3 separate regions of the Drosophila melanogaster genome follow, and all the other regions are linked to region 2. The links are chromatin contacts, called in public Hi-C and HiChIP or PLAC-seq maps. All regions are on one chromosome and are shown on one strand. Each heading gives the region's core, a stretch centred on a gene start, on an enhancer-like site or on the middle of the called end of the contact. The rest is flanking DNA. Distances are from core to core; before and after follow the strand shown. Region 1 holds the start of DCAF12 (DDB1 and CUL4 associated factor 12). Region 2 holds the start of Cog1 (Component of oligomeric golgi complex 1). Region 3 holds the start of MBD-R2.

Region 1 (3,548 bases), core at 558-3,057, 200 kb after region 2:
GGCATCCTTGCTGGTCCTTCTCCTTCGCTCCGTCTGTGTGGCACACGTGCGAGTGCGCCTGTCGGCAAATTTCTTTATTGCGCTTTTATTTATCTGTCGGTGCCAGTTTCAACTTCGTTTACCGCTTCAATTTATCGGCTCCATGCGAGGCAGATTCACCCGTCCGTAATTGGAGTGCGTTTTTCTGTCTTTTAGTCGCAGCCTCAAAGGCCAGGATATGTGCCACAGGCAAATTGAATTAATGAATATGCCTAGTTGTTCTTGACCTCTCAGGAAAAAACTTTTTTAACGAGCCAAAATTGCTTTATTTTATAATTTGTATAATTAAAATGTAGAGCGCGTTAATTGTTGGGGATTGAATTACTTTAAATGAATTAATTGTACAGTCTATTTTTTGTGAATAAAATCAATAATTGACGCAAATAAAAATAGGCGAGGATATTAAGATCATTAAAACTTAAATGGCTAGAAAACTGCGCCGGAAATCGATGTCGCAAGAGTTGCGATACCGCCCAATCTTACGGCTGCTCATTTGCCGGAAACGGCGCATGGCCTCGTGGATCTCCGGTACACTGATTGGCTTGACCACCTCCATGCCGCGACCCTGTGTGACCTCCGGACAGACGTGCATCATAGCCGGACTGCCTCCGGCGGAGGTCACTCGGCTGTAGGGCTCGGTCGCACGGTTGTCCGAGTTCAGGCGCGTCAGGATCGAATAGTCGACAATGGCGGCAATGGTCTCATGCGCCAGATAGGCCAAAATGTTCATTGTCGGCGTTGGGATGCGAAGGTCCGCGGGCAGGTCCAGAAAGCGGCGGAACTTGTTCTTGATCTTCTCCCCATGGCGGCAGTAGAATGACGTCTTGCGCGCCTCATTGAACTCCAGGTATTGCTGGCCCGTAAGGATCTGCGATATCCGATCTGCGCGGAATAATCTTCGCATTCGGTCCTCGTCGTGTAGCTCGTACACATCGATGGCCAGCTCCTCGTCCTCCTCCTGCTGCTCCAAGTCGTCCATGAAGTCCTGCGGCCTTCCCGTGCGGATACTAAGGAACCTTTTGAGTATGCGCATATCCTTGAGGTGCTTTCGCATCCGAGCTATCTTCACCGGATGGTTGCGCATCAGGAACTCAAAGTCCGCCTGCGACGGGCAGGGATTCTGTTTCCGCCGCATGGCCACCAGCGAAGCCTCATTGAAGATGCCGCGCAGCTGCTGCTGCAGGATCTGCTCCACCAGCTTGACACTTCCCGTCCTGGGCTGATCGCTGTCGCCGAAGCTTCGCATGATATCCGCAATCTCTGTGAGCAGTGAGACAGGTGCATCATCCGGAATGAGAACGTTGGCAACGTTGCTCCCGCTGGCACCACCGGCTACATTATGTCCAGCTAGGTTGATCTGCTGTGGCGAGGGATTCGTCGGTATGCTTCCACTTTGCAGCAGAATCACTTGGCGCTGCACAAGCAGTGGCTTGATGTCCTCGGTGGTCTGCAGTTGCGGCGTGCTGGGCGCCGAGGGCGGGGCAGGTCCAATCATTATCGGCGACGCTGCCATGTCGTTGGAACCCACGCAAACCGAGTTCTGTCGCATTACTCGCTTGGCGTTGTAGTTCATTTTATTTACAAACAAAGTCACCACTTCAATCGCAACAGCTGATTTCGTGAGAATAGATAAAACCCTTTGTGAAAGCGATGGCCTATCGTTAGGGATGAACGATAGTGTAACGCATTTGTGCGACATCCGACTTTATATAAATACTGTATATTATATATATATTATTATATATATATATATATTCAGGTAACCAGAGCGGCCGAGTATTGTGCCAAATAGAAAAATGTCAACACTTGTATTTTTATTTCCCTTAATTTGTATCTCTGCATTAAATGCAAAACAATCGGTTCAGCAAACTTCAGTTCCGAACCAGTAGTTCCACTGTAGTCTACGCACCACCATTTTTGTTTGCGGATGATAACCCGTAAAGCAAAAGACAACAAATCGGATTAAACAATTACCTTAAGATGTTCAACGGGATGGTGAGAACCATCCGCGACAGCGTCGTGGGCACCTATCCGTCCTGCCACGTATCCTCGCGGCTGGAGGAGCGCAGGGCCAAGCAGCGGGCGATGCGACAGGAGCGTAGACGAAAACCGGACAAACCAGACGACTTTGTTACTTACGAGGATTCCGGCAGCGACGAGGAGACGCCCCAACAGCAGGAGGAGGTCCTGAACACATCCTACAACCTGTGCGACTACCTGCGCAGCCGGGAGAGTGGACTCCGAGATGTGGGTATATGTTGTGAAGTCGCACCACTTGCATTGCTAACGTGAACTTTGTCCCACCATCCTCTGCAGCGTCGCAGTGTCAATGTGGAGTACACCAGCCGCTATGTGCTAACCCACGACATGCTGCGCGAGACGCAGATTAGTCTGGGCTACATCAACAAGGTCTTCTGCTCCAAGTGGCTGAGCAGTCGACAAGTGGTTTTCGGGACCAAGTGCAATAAACTGCTCGTCTACGATGTGAACATGCGCCGGGTGGACGCCATCCCAACGCTCTCAAATAGCCGGGCAAACCATCCTGAGGTCCAGGGTGGCCTGCATGCCATCGAGCTGTCGCCCAGCCGATCCTTCCTAGCCACCGGTGCGCGCAACTCCTCCGATATTGCTGTTTACCGACTGCCTACGCTGGATCCCGTCTGTGTGGGCGAGGGTGGGCACCGCGACCTTATAATGGGCATGTGCTGGCTGGATGACCAGTTTCTTGTGTCCGGATCGAAGGACTCGCGCATGGCTCTGTGGCGCATCAACGAGGATCACATGGAGTTTCCAGATGGCGGCGAGGAAGCGTGTCCCACATTCGCAACCATCCACCCCCTTAGTGTCAAGGAAGTTCGCACTGCCCAGAGGGTGAGCTTATGAATGCAAATCAAATCAAAGAACCATTTTATCAATAAGATCTTTTACAGATTCGATCTCTTTGCTTCAACAAGGAGTTTAAGGAGATCGCCGCCCTCTCGCTGAACGGATACATTCACATCTTCAATGCGGAGACCTTCAAGCAGACACTCTCACGAAAGCTGCCAAACTGCCAGGACAACGTGAGCATCGCCTACCACAGCGACGGCCTTTATGCCGTTGGATGCCGTTCCTATACCATCCTTTTGGACGCCCGAACCCTTCAAACCATTAAGAAGATCACATCTCGATACAGTGGCTGCGGTATACGGGCGACTTCGTTCGAAGGTAACCTGCTCACCGTTGGCACGGGTCTGGGCATGCTCCTATTCTACGACATTCGAGCCGGAAAGTATTTGGAGAGCAGTGTGAATGCCTCGCGCACAGTCGCACTCAAGTGCAGCAAAGGAATTGTGGTAAGTGAAGAGGTTACAGTTCCACAAAATACACCAATTCACCTAACTGTTTTGTACATTTCAGTATCCGGAGGATGAGATGGATGGCTTCCAGCAGGTGAAGTATGTGCCCGCCATCTACACCCACTGCTATGACAGCACTAGGATGCGCCTCTTCGCTGCAGGAGGACCACT
Region 2 (3,338 bases), core at 376-2,875:
GAAACCGGGGAATCGCATGCCTGGCCGCCCTCTCCGAGACCCACCAGATTCTCCAGAAGACTTGCCGGGAGTTCGCCAATGCGGAACTGGCCCCCAAAGCGCGACACCACGACCGGGAGGAGCTTTATCCGGCGGAACAGGTCCGACGGTTGGGAGAACTCGGTCTCATGTCAGTGACGGTTCGAGAGGAGTATGGTGAGTTCCTATTTCAATTATAATATTTACAATATTTACATAACATAAAATATGTGATGTTTTCATTTTTGAAATGGTATATAAATAGATCATACTACTAGATTCCATTCATTAAATATTGATTTTTCAGGTGGTTCCGGATTGGATTACCAGGCCTACGCGATTGGCATGGAGGAGGTGGCTCGTGGTGACGCCGCCGTGTCCATTGTGATGGGCGTGAATAACCTGTACCTGGGTGCAGTGCAGCAGCATGGAACCGAGCAGCAGAAGCAGGATTTCCTGGTGCCGTACACCCAGGGTGAGCACATCGCCTTCTATGCACTATCGGAACCTGGAAACGGATCGGATGCAGGAGCTGCCAGCACCACGGCCAAGCTGCAAGGGGACAGCTACCAAATAAACGGCACTAAAGCGTGGATATCAAACTCCAAGGAGGCCAGCGGGGGTATCGTCTTTGCCACGGTGGACAAGAGCATGAAACACAAGGGAATCACTGCCTTTCTTACGCCCAAGGATGTTCCAGGACTCTCCATAGCCAAGAAGGAAAGCAAAATGGGCATGCGCGCGACTTCGACTTGCCAGCTGGTGCTGGAGGACGTTCACGTGCCGCGATCCCGGGTCCTTGGAGCTGCCGGTGATGGCTTCAAGATCGCCATGCAGTCCTTGGACTGTGGCAGGATCGGTATAGCCGCCCAGGCCACCGGTATCGCACAAGCTGCCCTGGAACTAGCCGTGGATTATTCGCAGAAGAGGGTGGCCTTCGGAAAGCATCTGGCACGGTTGCAGCTCATCCAGCAGAAGCTGGCCGACATGGCCACGCGGGTGGAGATCTCAAGGCTGCTAACGTGGCGTGCCGCTTGGCTGAAGGATAATGGGCTGCCAATCACAAAGGAGGCGGCCATGGCCAAGCTGCATGCCTCCGAGTCCGCCACCTTTTGTGCCCACCAGTGCATCCAGATCCTGGGTGGGATGGGGTACACCACCGATCTGCCTGCGGAGCTTTACTACCGCAACGCCCGCGTCACAGAGATTTACGAGGGAACCTCGGAGATCCAAAGAATTGTGATCGCCAACGCAGTGCTGCGGGAATTGGGAAAGGAGTGAAAGCCATTGTTGGTTTTTCTTTATTACTGCTGCCAAACCAATCAGAATTCTTGCTTTTACACTTGTTGTGTATGTAAATTAGTTTATCTATGCCAGACAAATGCATTTAATAAAGTATATTTAAACAAATGAAACCTGGATTTAGAAAAATATCTTTTTTCGATTAAATGAGGTAATTCCCCTAACTATAACTCTTTATGTTATATTGAAATGTAACGGCTTGCACATGACAGCATATCTAACATTTTTACCAACAGAGAAATGTAAACTAACATAAATTTAACAGTCATAGACAGTCATGAGAGAAAATATCGATGTTGCCAGTCATCGATACATAATTCGATTTTATTACAGCTGCTCCCTTGTTATTGTTTTCTTAATTTAAATAAAACTAATTTGACGGCTAAATGACGGCCAATTTGTTAAACCTGAACGTGGACACGCTGTTTGAGCAGCACAGCGTGTCCGAGATAGACGAGGTGCACAAAAAGATCCAGTCGGTGGTGGAGAACAAGCGCGAGGAGTTGCGCACTCATGTCGGGTGAGTGATGTGGCACCTTCAGAAGATTTGCTGCTTAAACATTCTAAATCTTTAAGGGAGCGGTACCGAGATCTTTTGCAGGCGGCTGACACCATTGCTGCGATGCAAACGTCGGCCGGGACACTTATGGAGCAAGTGCGACACGTGCAGGCCAATTGCCGCAGTCTAAACGAGCAGCAGCTCCTGGGCTTCCAGTCAACTGCCAATGCAAGTGCTAAAGATGCCGCACTGAAGGAGAGGAACGCCGGAAAAAAGCTGCAGACCTACTACGGCACCATGGCTCAGATTAAGTTGCTTACTGCCCTGCCGGAACTAATCTGGACGCACTTGGACAACGATCGCTTCTATGCCGCTACTGAGTTGTTCATCTTCAGTCGCCACATCAGCACGGGCTTGCAACTGGACGGCCAGAGTGCCCTGATGCAGAAACTACCGGTAGCGCGCAAGCAATGGGAAATCCTGCGTCCCTTTCACGTGACCATCAAACAAGCCATACTGACCGCACTGGAGAGGGAGGAACTCCTACAAGAAATGACTGTGGACTGCCTGCAGAGCCTTCTCTTGCTAGACAAAAGCGATTTGAGTACTGTGCTGAAATCCTTCTTGAACCTGCGCTCCTCAGCCTTTCTGAACTGCCTGCAAAGCGGTCCATCGGAGCCACGTCGCGTCAAGGATCGCATTTTGGCTAGCTTAAACGTGCTCAACAGCACCGTGGAGCTTCTGGACAAGTGTCTTTTGGGTATGTTTCCATTCGCAGATAGGCACACAACATTATTATTGGAACAATCGGTCTTTTCTCTCGTACAGGTTATAGCCTTCTTTTTAGCCGCTTGGAGGAGTGTGCCTCTTCTACGTGTCCACCCAGCATCAACCGAATGGAGAGTAGCGAGCGCCAGCTGGTTCATCTTTTACCCGAAATCATCGCTGGTTTTAAGCCACAATTTGATGTACCTCAGCTAACACCTGAGCAGTTGGGTTCTTCACTTCAACAATGGCTAGATAAAATGAACGCCTTGGCAGCGGCTCACTTGCAGCAAGTCTTTGCACTAGTCACCAACATGCAGACCATCCAGGACATTAAGTCCGCGGCCAGAACTAATGGTCGACCGGATTTCGTTCGCCTAGAACAGCAATTGCATCTTAAGCGTAGCCAGTTAGACTTCTACGCCAGAAAGTACGTGCCGTTGATCAACGCCAGAGTACGAGAGATAATTCGCAGCAGCTGGGCTTCCGCCATGAAGCTGACCTACGAACAGGTACTATTGCTTATTGAAGCCGGTCAGTCGCAACCGCCTCTACAAATTTGGCGGGAGCAGAGCGATGATTTGCCTTTAAGCTTGGCGGCAGCACTCAGCGATCAACCAAAGCGACTGGCAAATCGGACGAAGGGCTATGACGGCGCAACAATAGAACTGTGTAAACGTTTTGACTCACATCTGGCGGATATCGTACAGGAGCTGAATGTGATGTTACAAGAACAAACGACGAGGGCTGAGGA
Region 3 (3,206 bases), core at 636-3,135, 140 kb before region 2:
GCAAGCATAATTTATTTAATTTGTGTGAGCTACTCGGCGTTACATGAATTCCCGTGGGCACTCTCAAGCCCAAAATGATCATCATCATTTAGCGATAATATTTTTGGGTAATAATCATGTGATAAGGAACCGGGAAACTGGGCCCAACTGTCAAGAGACGCGCAGCCAGCCTATTACCGCATTGCATGCCCTCATATTTACGCAATGAGTTCCCAGACGGTATCGGAATGGGGATCGGGATCGGGAGAGGGAGAGGGAGAAGGGGCTGACTTATGGGCTATGCGGCTGGGACCGATGAGATGAGGCTGGGGAATGGGCCTGGCCAATTTGTCGATGAGTTGGGTAAATATTAAAGGAGAAAGTGCCGCCGTCAGTTGGACCAAAAGTTTTGTACTCTCCTTGTACATATTTCTGTTTTCGGTTTTCTGTTTTTGAAAAATATTTTTGCACAGGTTACATATTGTTGAATTATTTGCACAAAAAGAGAGTGAGGTCAGGTGCAGTCGTCCCAATTTCATCGAGTGTCGATAATTTATGCAAATATGTTCACTAATAGTTATGCAAACGGAAATCTAACCGTGTTTACCACCCATTTTGGATTTCCCTTCGAGTGGCCCCCTCAATGTCAGTTTTTGACTGACCAAAATTTATAAAATGCTAAATTATTCGGCTTAGCAACGTCAATTACTCACGTTATTTAATATTTATGTCAGCTGCATATGACAATAAAAGCATTTTATAATTAAAGTTTGCTTTATGCTCCAGCCGTGATTTGATTACAAATATTGGCAATCCACTGAATCAAAGTCAACACCATTTGATATTGGCTCCGTGTCAATTTCGCAAACACGCCCAAGATCTAAAAGTCAACCGATTGACCCAGAGACCTCGTTTTCAGGGAAGTACCCAAAAACAGGAAGCTCTTCGACCGTGAGTTTCCGGCTATCATTCTAAAACAATATTTGTAATGGAACTAAACTGTTTAGTTACGGAATTCGAGGGGTCAAGCCACATATATACATAAGATATTGACACAATATAGAGAATCTTAATATTTTATTCTTTCAAAATGTGCCATCACATTTTCCTCACATATTTCGATTTGAAGGCCAAAGCTCCATACTTCAATCGATTTTTTTGGCGGCTCAATCAACCGATCAAGCAGCAGGCGCCACATTTAAATTTGTCAGTTGTTTCTTGCATGCTAATGACCGGGTGAAATATTGTAATTAAAAACTACAATGAGTGTTTATTTTAGCAGTATGCGTAAATAGCTGCTCCTCAAACTTTGAAACCCAGTGTTGAAATACATATTTCCAGAAGCATTTGTCGAATGGATAATATCGTATTTGGTTAGCTTTTTGCAAGGTGTCTGCCTTTTGGCGAACGTGGTGACATGTAAGCCCAAAAGCGTACATTAATTGCATTTCAAATAGGCTTTCGGTGGCCTTGGGAACGGTGGCGTATCGGCACGTGATCCTTTTTCCGCCGAGCTGAGGAAATTTATGGCACCCTCACTTCGCTAAAATGCATTAACGCACCGATTAATATTAATTGTGCAGCGGGTATTTACCAACTTTAATAGTTAATTTATGGCAGGAAGATTGATGTAAAGTTTCATGAAAATTGAGATAGTCAGAAATAAAAAGTAATTAAATTCAACCTACTCAGGCTCTAAAGTAATATTTATTTATTTATCGAAAGTAGTATTTATTTATCACCACAATAAAGATCTATGCAATAAAGTCATTTAAAATTTATTTTTTATAAAATTCAAAAAATATCGTTAAATAGTTTTGAACTTTTCCAACAAGGTGGCAATATCTAACTATCGATAGTTTGCCGACGCACACGTTTTTACTGTACCCCAATTTGGTATCACTAATTTATTGCGCTGTATTTTTCTGGATAATTTTCGCGTCGTTTCCTGGATTATTTCATCACTTAGCAAAGTGTGCGTTTGCACATAGGCAAACAAAATAGAGAATTGGGTGAACTTCATCGCCATGGGCCGCCGGTGCTGCGTGGCCAACTGCCCGTCGACGTCGCGTCTGTTGGAGCACAACGGCGTGACTTACCACTCCTTCCCCCTAGATCCCATCATCCGCGCCATATGGATCAAAAACTCTCGCATCAGCCTGGAGCGCCAGATCACCAAGAGCGTGCTGGTCTGCTCACGCCACTTCCGCCGTTTGGACTTCAACACTATCCGCAATGGGAAGTATCTGCTCAAGCCGCGCGTCTTTCCCACCGTTTTTCCATGGGGCAAGATGGATACCGCGGAGATCGAAGCAGACCAACGGGCACTTCAGCACGCCAGCGTGGAGGGAACGACTGAAACCCCGGGAAATGCTCAGTCATCGACCAATGACGATGTGATCAAAGCTACGGTAGACCAAATAGTTGCGCAAATCCTGTCGGAATCTGCAGAACGCAAGGCCACGGAGGAAGGTAAAACAGGCAAGGCGGCGGATGACGTTAAAAATACTCCCGAAAGTGGAGAAGATGCAAACAAGGCAGCTGCAAAGGAACCCTCAGGGACTCCGGTAGCCGCAAGCAGCGAAGCCACAGTCCCAGCTCCTGGATCCGCTTCCAGTTCGAACTCACCTTTGCCCGGCACACCGCCCAAGTACAGCAACCCACATAACCTGACTATTGGCGCCCGTTTGGAGGCGCTCAGTGTGGAAGGCAACTGGTTGCCCGCCCGCATCGTGGAAGTTAACGAGACGGAGCAGACGCTACTCGTGCGCTTTGAGCGCAATCACAAGCTAAAGGTGTCACCTTCGACCAGCGGCAGCTTTCAGGAGTGGATGGCCATCAAGTCGGAGCGGCTGAGGCAGCGCCTCAGCAACCGTGTGCTGCCCGTCTTTGAGCTGGACGAGAAGTGCATGGCCCGCTGGTCGGGGCCGCGTAAGTTTCCAGGAACCATACGCAAGTTGCTGGGCAACGATACCTACGAGGTTCTCTTCGACGATGGTTACGTTAAGAACGTGCGCGCCGTGCACATGAACAAGATGCCCAAGCAGTTGCCCCCTGTTCAGGTAGCGGAAGAGGGTGCCTCAAAGTCACCCACTCCTGTTGGAACTCCAGTAAGCTCTGCACCTGTGGCTCCGAAGCGGGCGAGCACAGGCAGCCTTGGCGGATCCAGTGGCTCTTCGGGCAGCAAGAAGAGCAAATGTGCACCTCAGCGCAGGGATTGGCCGTTG

The links. Hi-C and Micro-C count contacts between places; a contact is called where the count stands out from the background. HiChIP or PLAC-seq counts read pairs in DNA pulled down with a chosen protein or histone mark.
Region 1: a Hi-C map of the Kc167 cell line shows a contact between it and region 2, with 5 times the contacts expected there. The contact joins the promoter of DCAF12 here to the promoter of Cog1 in region 2. A contact is called at or near these places in 23 of 107 Hi-C or Micro-C datasets (the Clone 8 cell line, the D17-c3 cell line, the Kc167 cell line and 7 more) and 2 of 6 datasets of contacts at active chromatin or transcription factors (both in the Kc167 cell line).
Region 3: an H3K27ac HiChIP or PLAC-seq map of the Kc167 cell line shows a contact between it and region 2, with 8 times the contacts expected there. The contact joins the promoter of MBD-R2 here to the promoter of Cog1 in region 2. A contact is called at or near these places in 14 of 107 Hi-C or Micro-C datasets (the Clone 8 cell line, the D17-c3 cell line, the Kc167 cell line and 3 more) and 3 of 6 datasets of contacts at active chromatin or transcription factors (all in the Kc167 cell line).

Annotation. Positions count from the first base shown.
Region 1 is chr3R:12,015,290-12,018,837 of dm6, reverse strand. DCAF12 (DDB1 and CUL4 associated factor 12) reads left to right here and starts at 1,807. Exons shown (of 4, transcript NM_001275566.1): 1 at 1,807-2,286; 2 at 2,356-2,910; 3 at 2,970-3,374; 4 at 3,439-3,548. The coding sequence starts at 2,020. Spt3 reads right to left here and starts at 1,682. Exons shown (of 1, transcript NM_141889.4): 1 at 288-1,682. The coding sequence starts at 1,612. The coding sequence ends at 458.
Region 2 is chr3R:12,217,973-12,221,310 of dm6, reverse strand. Cog1 (Component of oligomeric golgi complex 1) reads left to right here and starts at 1,625. Exons shown (of 5, transcript NM_001275568.1): 1 at 1,625-1,840; 2 at 1,897-2,579; 3 at 2,648-3,338. The coding sequence starts at 1,707. It overlaps CG4860, which reads left to right. Exons shown (of 3, transcript NM_141906.4): 2 at 1-195; 3 at 326-1,430. The coding sequence ends at 1,299. It also overlaps asRNA:CR46012.
Region 3 is chr3R:12,354,944-12,358,149 of dm6, reverse strand. It overlaps MBD-R2, which reads left to right and starts at 1,885. Exons shown (of 5, transcript NM_169461.3): 1 at 1,885-3,206. The coding sequence starts at 2,007.